Regions from separate parts of the Mus musculus genome. Here region 2 is linked to region 1. The links are chromatin contacts, called in public promoter capture Hi-C maps. All regions are on one chromosome and are shown on one strand. Each heading gives the region's core, a stretch centred on a gene start, on an enhancer-like site or on the middle of the called end of the contact. The rest is flanking DNA. Distances are from core to core; before and after follow the strand shown. Region 1 holds the start of Depdc5 (DEP domain containing 5). Region 2 overlaps Depdc5 (DEP domain containing 5).

Region 1 (4,962 bases), core at 837-3,336:
GTCAGTGCTCCTAATCTCTGAGCCACCTCTCCAGCCTCCCAAAAATGTTTTTTTTTAAATTAACCCTACTAATAGAACCTTTTAAAATCTTTCTATGATATTTTCATTCCATAGATTCAACCGACAGATGGAAGATGAAAGCAATCAGTCATGTCAAATCTATAATTTATGATTCACGTGTATTAAAAGGCTAAAGCAAGCTCTCCTCCTTCTGTCAATGGGCAGCTCCGTAGTCCACTACATACCAACAGCACTGAGCATATTTGTTAATGTCATTTTATTTAAAAATAGATTGGTTTGGAAGCATAATTTGTAAAGACAGATAACCAAACAAAAGGAACTGTTGGCTTTTGGAATTTATTATTAGAAAACATCCTCAAAACTCCCTGCCAAGGCCTGTGTACTCCCTGTAGGCATCGAGGTGCAGGCCCTGGCCCTGAAGTTCTCCATCTGGGTAGAGACTATTTTATCAAAGTGCCACAGGTGAGCCCCAGTTGGAGAAAATCTTCATCTAAGTCACGCCTTCCTGAAGAATCTGAGGACTTCAGATATCACTTAATAGAATAATTTGCTGACTCTACAGATGTAAAAACAACTGTCAAAGACATGGCTTGGCTAGTCTAAAGAACTTTGCGAAGCTCTGAGTTTGATCCCAGAACGTCTGGCATCCTCCTTTATTGAAGGAACACGGTTAGGGTGTGTTTCCTGAAAGTTGCTTTTGCTAACAGGGTGGAGGGTGTAGCTGACTGAACTAGCAAGTGGGTCTCATAGCACTCACAGGACAGATTCCCCTGTGTATAGATAGCATCTTGCTATTTGTCTCTGCTCTTTAAGTCATTTAGGATGTGGTGCAGACTCTGAGATCCTCCAATGGACAAGAGAATCTACCTTTCCCACCTCCATTTTTTGAGACATGAGGAATAATTCATCTTTAGATAAGGAGGTTTTTGGCTTTGTTTGTTTGTTTTGGCCTACAAGGTGGGAACAGGTCAGGCCTTCTAGCAGGTTCTTCTTCCCATGAATCCTTACTCTGTAATGAGGCTAACACACAACTTACAGTTTTGTTTTGTTTTTGTTTTTTTGGTTTTTTTTTTTTTTTTTTTTTTTTTTGGTTTTCTGAGATAGGGTTTCTCTGTGTAGCCCTGGCTGTTCTGGAACTCACTTTGTAGACCAGGCTGTCCTCGAACTCAGAAATCCGCCTGCCTCTGCCTCCTGAGTGCTGGGATTAAAGGCGTGTGCCACCACGCAATTTACTCTGGTTGGATGATTTATGCCCCATCTAAGGAAACTACTGGGCCTTCTGCCATGCGAGCCTATTGTAGATTTAACCCATTGTACTCGGGCATTCAATGTTTTGAATATTTTTTTTAATCAAACAAACTTTAAGTTTACTGTACACTTGTTTTGACTTATGTACATTAGGTTTAATTTTGACAACAAAAGAGTATATAATGGGTAATGTAAATTGGTTTCTCCTTCCAAGCTTGTCTCTGTACATGTTACATTTGTACTTATCATTAACTTGTACTTCTTAATTATATTTAACAGTTTTCAATAAGTTAGTAACTCGCTCATGAATTATACACACCCCCGTTTTCTTGCTACATAGCCCAAGAACTCTAGGGAATGTTCAGCACTCTTGTCTCTACAGAACCTGGATTAGGAGGGGGAGCCACCACCCGCAGAGACTTTTGCACTTCTCAATAGCCCTCTGGACCAGGTTTAGTTATTAACTTCGTCAAACACATGGAAACAGCTCCGCGAGGTAAGAGTCGACTCTCTCGAGTTTCTCCTATTACGAAATCACTTCGCTCTTCTGAAACGAAGGTCTTGGCTGTGGCTCTATTTTCAAATTTTCCATGCAAAGCGGGCAGCCCTGTAGACGGTGGCGGGAAACGCCAACGGGAACTCGGTTTGAAGTCGGACTCAACGCCACGCCCCCAGCCTCCCCCCCGCCCCGCCCCCCCCACCTCCCCGCAGCCCCGGAGGAGGAAGTGGCGCGGCCACCGAGACGAGGCGGAGGCTGGGCTAGAGCGGCCAAGCCGGCTGAGCAGGGACTGGCGAGGGGCGGGGACTCGGGGCGGAGCCTCGGGAGCGGCGCGGGCTCAGGTGAGCGCTCTTCGGTGGTGCTGTCTGTCTGGTTCCTAGAGCCCTGGTGCGGAAGCTGCGCGAACTGTGGGGGCTCAGGTGGGATATCCTGAGGAGGTCCTGGGGAGATCTGTCCGGAATCTGGCCTCGGGCCGGGCCTGAGGCGCGCAGGGGCTCTGGAAGTGGGGGGGTTGGGGGGGGGAGTCGAGCGCCAACCTCGGGCTGAGACTTGAGGGGCTTGAAGGAAGGGTCCCTGAGCCAGGTTCGAGGCCCGACTCTTCTTGCAGTTCCCCGTGTGACCTTGGACCAGTCTTTCTCTCACCAAGCTTCCCGGACCGCAGCGGTGAAATGGAGGCAGGACGGTCCGCTGAGAGTTGGTACCAGTAGAGGGGTCGGCAAGGAAACCGCAGCCTTCCTCAGTTCTCTTTTCCCCAGGACATTGTTAGTGGACCGCGAGTCATGGGAGTGCATAACAGTTCGAGTGACCTTGGGCGAATCCCTTGTTTTGACGTTCCTCTACTTATGTGATGGACTAACCTCTTCGAATATCCCTGTACTATTTTGGTGTTCCTGATGCAGACAAAAACAAGGTAGTGCCCCTCTCACCACAAGCCTCCCTTTTAGGTATGCGGTAGAGAAAATAGCTTTAGAGGATGGACGAGATCTGAGCCCAAGTTCCCTTTAATTTTTAAAGCACACTTCTATTTGTTTGTCTCTCTTGGTAATTGGAGGAGCGATATAATGCAAGGGTTGGCACGCCTTTCAGCCGAACAACCACCAGTACCTTCAAGGTCTAAAATTAAAGAGCAAATTTAGGAAGCCTGACATCCTCGATGTTTTTATTTGTGTTTCAGTAGCAGGAAAGCAAGATGACTTCCCTGCTCCAAGATTGGAACAGCTGAAGAAATCACAAGACAAAATGAGAACCACAAAGGTCTACAAACTTGTCATCCACAAGAAGGGCTTTGGGGGCAGTGGTCAGTATTGATTGATATTTGGGGATTGTGTAAGTTGGCTGAAGTTATGATGTGCCTTAAAAATTACCCATATCACAAGGGAGACTGGACAGGTAAGAGTGGAGCAGTATCAGAGATCAGGGATGGTTGGAAATGAGAGCACAGGATCTTTTTGAAAAGCATTCTTCACATTCAGAGTTTGTTGGGTTGTATTTTGAATCCAGGTTTTACCATGTTTCCAAGGCTCATTTAGAACTCATTGTGTAGCCCAAGCTGGCTTTGAACCCATTATCCTCCTGCCTGTGTATCTGGAAATACTCTACCACACCTGAGTTAATTTTCCTCCTGCTTTTGTTTGTTTTGTTTTTGTTTTTCTTCTGTGTAGTGAGTGCTTGGCCACAAGTTTACTAGAAAAGGACTCTATGGACTGCATCCAAGTCCTTCCTCCTGGTTTTTTTTTTTTTTTTTTTTTTTTAATGTTCTTTACTTCAGAAATCAGAATTACTGACAAAGTGAGCTGGTTTGGTTTGGTTTTTGAGACAGAGTCTTAGAGCTCATACTGGCTTTGAACTCAGTATGCACTGGAGGCTGATCTTGAGTTACTGCCCTTCCTTCCGTCCTTCATACCCAAGTGTTGGGATTTCAGGCATGTGCTCCCACGTTGTTCTCCGTGGATCTGGATAAAGAACCCATGCTTTGTGCCTATGAGCAAGCACACTATCAAGGAGCAATCACTTCAGACCTCAATGAGTCCTTTTAAACTTTACATTTCATTTTTTGGATGGGCTCTTACTCTATAGCCTTTATAGGTTTGCAATGCTGACTAGACTGGCCTTGAACTTACAGAGCTCCTCTGTCTTACAGAGATAGTTTTGCCTACTAAGTACTGGGATTACTTAGTAATCATGCCTACCTACCTTGAATTTTTAGTCATTTACTTGTTTTTCTTCACCTTGTTTTTGAGACAATTCCTCAGTGATACCTGGGACTTGTTAATTTAGGCTAGGCCAGCTGCCCGGTGAAACTGAGTGATAGCATGTGGAAGCTCTCCCAGAAATGCCCCAAACCTTTTGTCAAATTATTGCAGTCCTCATGTTTAGTCATATCAACCCCACTATTTATGAAACTGGCCTAAAAACTTGTGAAGAATAGGCAGCTATTGAATAAATACAGAGATAGTTTCAGCAGAGGGAATAACAAGAATACAGGTATATGATATATGATATTATATATATATAATGTATATAGAGGTGTGTGTGTGTGTTTATAAGACAGATATAGCTTGGTGATAGACCTAGAAGACCAGTATCCCTATCAAATATGAAGACTGTGAGTAGGTAAAATCTCTTGTCCCCAAGGAGTTCTTTACATTATGAAATGATTAGTTGGCTGTAGTGGCTTGTGCCTGTGACACAGAACTTTCCAAGGTTGAGACAGGAGGATTGCTGAAAGTTTGAGGCCATCCTGCTGCAGAGTGTAACCGACTCTGTTTCCGAGGAAAGAAATAGGAGCTAGATCTGGTGGCGCATACTCTGAATCCCAGCACACAGGAGGCAAAGGCACTCAGTCTCTTGTGAGTTTGAGGCTTCCCTGGTCTATATAGTGAGCTCCAAGCTACACAGTGAAACTCTGTCTCAAAACAAATAAATAAGCAAAAAAGGAGGGGGGAGAGAGGAGAAAGAGAGAGGGAGAGAAAATGAAACAAATAAATCAATATGCTCAGAGAGCTTGATTTGGAAAACAGAAGTTCATCCCAGGGACTTCACACACATTGGAACTAAAATTGTCAATGAAACGTTTAAAATAAAAAATGAGATTGACTCAGTCAGTTCTTTACTAGGCTGATCCGTGTGGAGTATAATCATCTGTGAAGTCTATTTGATTTTGAGGTGGATGGATGGATGGATGGATGGATGGG
Region 2 (5,374 bases), core at 720-3,219, 46 kb after region 1:
TGAAAGACATACACCACCTTGCCCCTCGATGCATTGTTCTCTTACAGGCATTCTGTGTGTCTTCAAGGTGTATTACTAACTGTGGCTGGGAGGTCCAGCAAAAGTTCCAGTCTTTTAGAATGTGAGATATTTTTATGTTGTATTGCTACACATGTGTATTTGGGTGTGTATATATGTCTGTGTACATACTTATGGAGAGCAGATGTCAACTTTGTCTTTTTTTTCTAGAGCCATTCACTTTCTTTTTTGAGACAGAGTCTCTCATTGTCTTGGAGCTTTCCCAATTTGGCTAGGCTGGCTAGCCAGTGAGGCCCAGGCTGTCTCCCTAGTCCTGGGATTGCAAGTGCACAGCCCTGAGCCTGTCTTTTTTTTTTTTTTTAACATGGGTTCTGGAAATTGTGCTTGCATGACAAGCCCTTGCCATTTCTTTTTTTTCTTGAGACAGAGTCTTGCTGTGTACCCATTCCTTCCTCCTTAGCCTCCCAAGTGCTAGAATAATGGACATTGGCCACCATGCCAAGTTTCCATTCATGTGTTTTAGTCTTGATGTCTGGGAAGAAAATGGCAGCCTCCAGTTAGTTCTAACTTGTATACCTTTGAGAAAAGCCAACTTACAGGGGTTGGCTGGACTTGAGTCCCAGTGGCAGGTACAGGTGAGACTCTTGTGTTCCTTTGTGCTCAGTGTGCTATAAGATTGTTCCCATGGCCCGTCAGTTTTCTGTGGCGGCAGTGGCTGCTGCTGCTGCTACCATGGTCTTACTTTGTGGCTGTGGCTGCCCTAGACCAGACTGACCTTGAGCTCACAGGGATACACCCTCCCCTGTTTCTTTCCCGTGTGTTAGATTAAAGGTGTGTGTCACCAGACCTGGCCTCATTTTTATTTTTTATTTGTTTGTAGATAGAGATTTTCTAGAAGTCAGAACTGGGGCAACATCCCAAACATTATTTGCGAGTTTATAACATAGAAAGAAAAGAGAATACAAGAGGGTCTCTGAAGAATAGAACGGCAGTACAGCATCTGTGTGTTCATTCAGCGCTCTGGTGTGAGGCTAATCTTCACTTAACATGGGTTTATGACATGGATGTATTAACATTATTTTTAGCGGGATTGGGGTTTAATGGTTTCAGCTATTTTTTTTCTTGAACACTAACCTTTTTCCTGGTTTTTGTTTGTTTGTTTGTTTTGTTTTGTTTAACTTAAGTATAGATCAGTGAGTAGATACAAAGAACTTCCTGTGCACTTAACTGTATACCAAACATCAGGATGAAAGTACCCTGATATAAAGAGCTCTTGCCCCTTCCCTTATTGAAGGTTCTGATCTAGTTAGCAGTTAGGACCAGTGAGCACATGGCATGTGGGGAGCAAAGGCCAGAGCAGCAATCCAAAATATTGCTGATGTTGAAGTTGGAATTTAAAATTTTTTACTATTATTATTGGTTGTTGTTGTTGTTATTATTGTTTGAGACAAAGTCTCACTATGTAGCCCTGGCTGGCTGAGACTTTGCTATGTAGACAGGCTAACCTCTTTTTTTTTTTTTTTTTTAAGGTTTATTTATTTATTATATGTAAGTACACTGTAGCTGTCTTCAGACACTCCAGAAGAGGGCATCAGATCTCATTACAGATGGTTGTGAGCCACCATGTGGTTGCTGGGATTTGAACTCAGGACCTTCGGAAGAGCAGTCAGTGCTCTTAACCACTGAGCCATCTCTCCAGCCCCTAACCTCTTAACTCATAAAGATTCACTTGCCTTTGCTTCCAGAGTGTGATCATGCTTGGCTTTATTATTTGTGTGTGTGTGTGTGTGAGTGTGGTATATTTGGAGGTCAGAAGACTGCTTTTGGAAGTTGAGTCCCTCCTCCACCATAGGCTGCCAGAGATCACATTGTCAGGTTTGCACAGTGCTTTCACTCACTGAGCCGTGGCGTTGGCTAGAAGTGGGAAGATTTGCGAACCTAAAACAAAGCCAAGCACAGGTGCGCTGACCTCATCTAGATTGCAGTTTGCCTTAAGGTTTAGCTTACTGAAGCCGGGTATACTAGGGGCCAACTTTATCCAGCACTCAGGAAGTAGAGGCAGGTGGATCTGAGTGTGAGGACAGCTAAGGCTACACAGAAAACCCTGTCTTGAAAAACAAAGCATAACAAAAAGTTGGGGCTGGAGAGATGACTCAGTGGTTAAGAGTACTGGCTGCTCCTCTGGGGGACCTGGGTTCAATTCCTAGCACCCACATGGCAGCTCACAAATGTTAGTAACTCCAGTTCCAGTGGACCCAACACCCTCACACAGACATACATGCAGGCCAAACACCAAGCATGCATAAAAATAAATAAGTGATTGATTAATGACCTTTCTCTCTCTCTCTCTCTCTCTTTCTTTCTTTCTTTCTTTCTTTCTTTCTTTCTTTCTTTCTTTCTAGTTTCTACACATCCAAAAGCCAGCTCTTTTGTAACAGTTTCACTCCACGGATAAAACTAGCAGGAAAGAAGGTATGTTTCCCCAGTTTGACCAGCTTTCGGGGGGCTGTCACCCAGCTGTGTATTTATTCTGATTTTGATGCTTCAACCTTCCCTCTCCCCTGCCTAGGGTCATAAACAGGGTTGAAATACTTTTGTGTGTTGAAACTTTAAGGAGGGGCTGGTGCTACAGCCCAGTGTAGAACACTTTCCTAAGCACATGCGCATAAGGCTCTTGATTCAGTCCCCAGCAGGAAAGCAGGCTGTCTGGCTCTAGTAAAGTTTGGAGGGTAGCGGGGAGAGTTCCTTTCATTTGATGTTACTGGCTTAATTCCAATACTGAGACCTCTGTTATTTGAGATGAGGGTAATGAGAGAACTACACATTGTAGCAAAGGAGAAATATAAAAGTTATAAATGATCACATTGTGGTAGTAAGTAAATGGAAATTTAAATGTGGAGGATTTTTTTTCTCTGCTTACCACAAAATATGCTAATAATAATTCTAAATACTAGGAAAGGTGGTAACATCGGCGCTGGAGTTCCTGATTGGTATATGATACTTTGGCAAAGCAGGGTAGCCATGTGTATCAAGTGTATTGCGAATGTTTATGCCATTGGGTGTAGCTTGAACATTTAAAAATAATTTCTGATTGTTGGTGTGGGAGATTTGAAAGACTCATTAGAACACTTTTAAGAGGGATAGCTCAGCCAAGTTGGTGGCATGTTTCCTTAATTCCAGCACTAAGAAGGCTTAGGTGGGGGTGGGGGGGTTGGGGGGGTGATGTGAGTCTGAGGCTAGCCTGGCCTACATAGGAAGTTTCAAATTCATCAGGCCTACAAAGTGAGATCCTGCCTCAAAAAAAAGTGGCTCATAAGGCCTTCGAACCCTTTCCCATTTTCTCCATCTTAGTAAGCTTGGTGGTCTATGCTGGCTCTTATAAGGGGGGTTATATATATATGCACACACACAAACACACATATGCAGACCTGTAGACCTGGTGGTATTTTAGGATGAGGAGACATCAGGTAGGACCTAGCCATAGTAGAACAAACAGTAAGTAGTGGATTGACCAAGAGAAAAAAATATAGGCTTGGGTTTTTGTTTTTTGTTTTGTTTTGGTTTTTTTTCTAGGTACGTGACTTCAGCAAACCCTTTATTTTGTAAAAAATTGAATAACTCTCTTGTCCTAGGGTTTTTGCTAACAAAATACCATGACCAAAACCAAATTGGCTTCTTTGGCTTAAAAATCGTAAATCATAGTCCATTGAGGGAAGCTAAGGCTGGAGCTCAAATTGGGGGAACCTAGGAGCAGGAACTGGGGCAGGGACTATGGAGGAATGCTGCTGTTGGCTTGTCCAGGCTGTTTTCTTACATAGCACAGGACCACCAGCCCAGGGTGGTAATTAAGGAAACATGACATTTTCTCAGTCAAGGTGCCTTCCTTCCAGATGACTCTAACTTGTGTCAATTGTCATAAAGTTAGCCAACACACTCCCCTGTCCAGTTCCCCTATGTCCCATCTGGATAAGGTTGTGTAAATAAATCAAATGCAAGGTGAGAATTAAAAGGCTTGACACTGTGGTAGGCAGGTGTCAAGTGTTAGCAGCCTTTCCGTAAGTTACTAGGTAGCTAGGCTATGGTCTTTGCCGTGGGGAGTAGCACATACTGTGTTGTTCTCAGAGGAATGATAAATTATCTATTTAATTTTTCAGTCTGCCTCTGAGAAAACCAAAAATGGTCGTGATACATGTGAGTATTTTTAACATTTTTTCATCACTTTTAGAAATAGCTAATTCATGGCAACAGAATAATGTGAAATATCATAAAAAGGTTCATATGAAGGTCAAGACACCCACATTGCTTATGTCACCTTTGGAAGGTTCTTAGCCCCTTTGTACCTTGTAAGCGGCAGTGAGTGGGGCATGTCTGGAGTCAGGTGGAAAGTAGTAACTCACTGAGCATGCTCAGCCAGGATTTAAAGCAAGGCTATAAAAGACTAAAGTGCTGCTTGTACTGCCTTTCTTTTAACTCTATAATTTTTATTTTATTTATTTTTTTATTGTTTTCTTCTTCAAGTCAGGGTTTTCTCTGTGCAGTCCTGGCTGTCTTGGAACTTTCTCTGTACACCAGGCTGGCCTTGAACTCATAGAGATCTGCCTGCCTCTACCTCCTGAGTGCTAGGATTAAAGGTGTGTGCTACCATTGCCTGGCAACTCTATATTATTTTAACATCACTTTGGCATTTATGTCAGTCCTAACATCATGACTGGGTTATTATTCTGTCTTGTGATGCTGGGCGTGGTGGCGCACGCCTTTGATCCCAGCACTCGGGAGGCAGAGGCAGGCGGATTTCTGAGTTCGAGGCCAGCCTGGTCTACAGAGTGAGTTCCAGGACAGCCAGGGCTACACAGAGAAACCCTGTCTCAAAAAACCAAAAAAAAAATATATATATATATATTTCGTCCTGTTATTAGGAGTGTGTCTCCTGTGCCTTTCAGATTTTGATGGCCCTCTGCAGGTCGTCTCTCTATAGATAGGCATACCTCTAGTGATATCTCTAAGTATCTTTAGATTATCTTAACTGTATTATTTGTGTTTTGCAGCTCTCGGGACTCCAAAGGAATCTGAAAACACCCTTCCCATCCAAGTAGATTATGATGCCTACGATGCTCAAGTGTTCAGGCTGCCTGGCCCATCCCGGGCTCAGCGCCTCGCCACCTGCAGGTTTTTTTCTCAGATTCTCTAGGGGGTTATATAAAATTGTTTGGTGGCCAAACATGGTGGTGGCATAGGCCTGTAACCTAGCACTCAGGAGGCAAATGTGGAAGGATTTCAAGTTCAAAACCAGCCTCAGTTATATACTGAGATTATATCTCAAGAAAAAAAAAATTAGTAAAGAAAACTGAGGGTTGTG

The links. Promoter capture Hi-C pulls out the DNA fragments that hold promoters and counts their contacts.
Region 2: a contact with region 1 is called in a promoter capture Hi-C map of embryonic stem cells, with 2.5 times the contacts expected there. The contact joins the enhancer-like site here to the promoter of Depdc5 in region 1. A contact is called at or near these places in 8 of 39 promoter capture datasets (the 3T3-L1 cell line, the HPC-7 cell line, cranial neural crest and 4 more), 1 of 15 datasets of contacts at CTCF or cohesin (the NIH/3T3 cell line), 10 of 484 Hi-C or Micro-C datasets (bone marrow-derived dendritic cells, brain, cortical neurons and 4 more), 6 of 115 datasets of contacts at active chromatin or transcription factors (the SCID.adh cell line, double positive thymocytes, embryonic stem cells and 1 more) and 4 of 9 other capture datasets (adipose tissue, embryonic stem cells, liver and 1 more).

The regions. Positions count from the first base shown.
Region 1 is chr5:32,861,635-32,866,596 of GRCm38.p6, forward strand. Depdc5 (DEP domain containing 5) reads left to right here and starts at 2,087. Exons shown (of 43, transcript NM_001170567.1): 1 at 2,087-2,187; 2 at 2,943-3,065. The coding sequence starts at 3,008.
Region 2 is chr5:32,908,037-32,913,410 of GRCm38.p6, forward strand. It overlaps Depdc5 (DEP domain containing 5), which reads left to right. Exons shown (of 43, transcript NM_001170567.1): 18 at 2,421-2,490; 19 at 4,173-4,209; 20 at 5,064-5,184. Among named protein-coding and RNA genes, the nearest start is that of Depdc5, 47 kb to the left of the region's middle. Within about 2 kb of position 1,970, at least 4 of the 459 cell types and tissues checked have an H3K27ac peak or open chromatin away from gene starts, as enhancers often do. A contact at or near this core is called in embryonic stem cells, where this site is marked.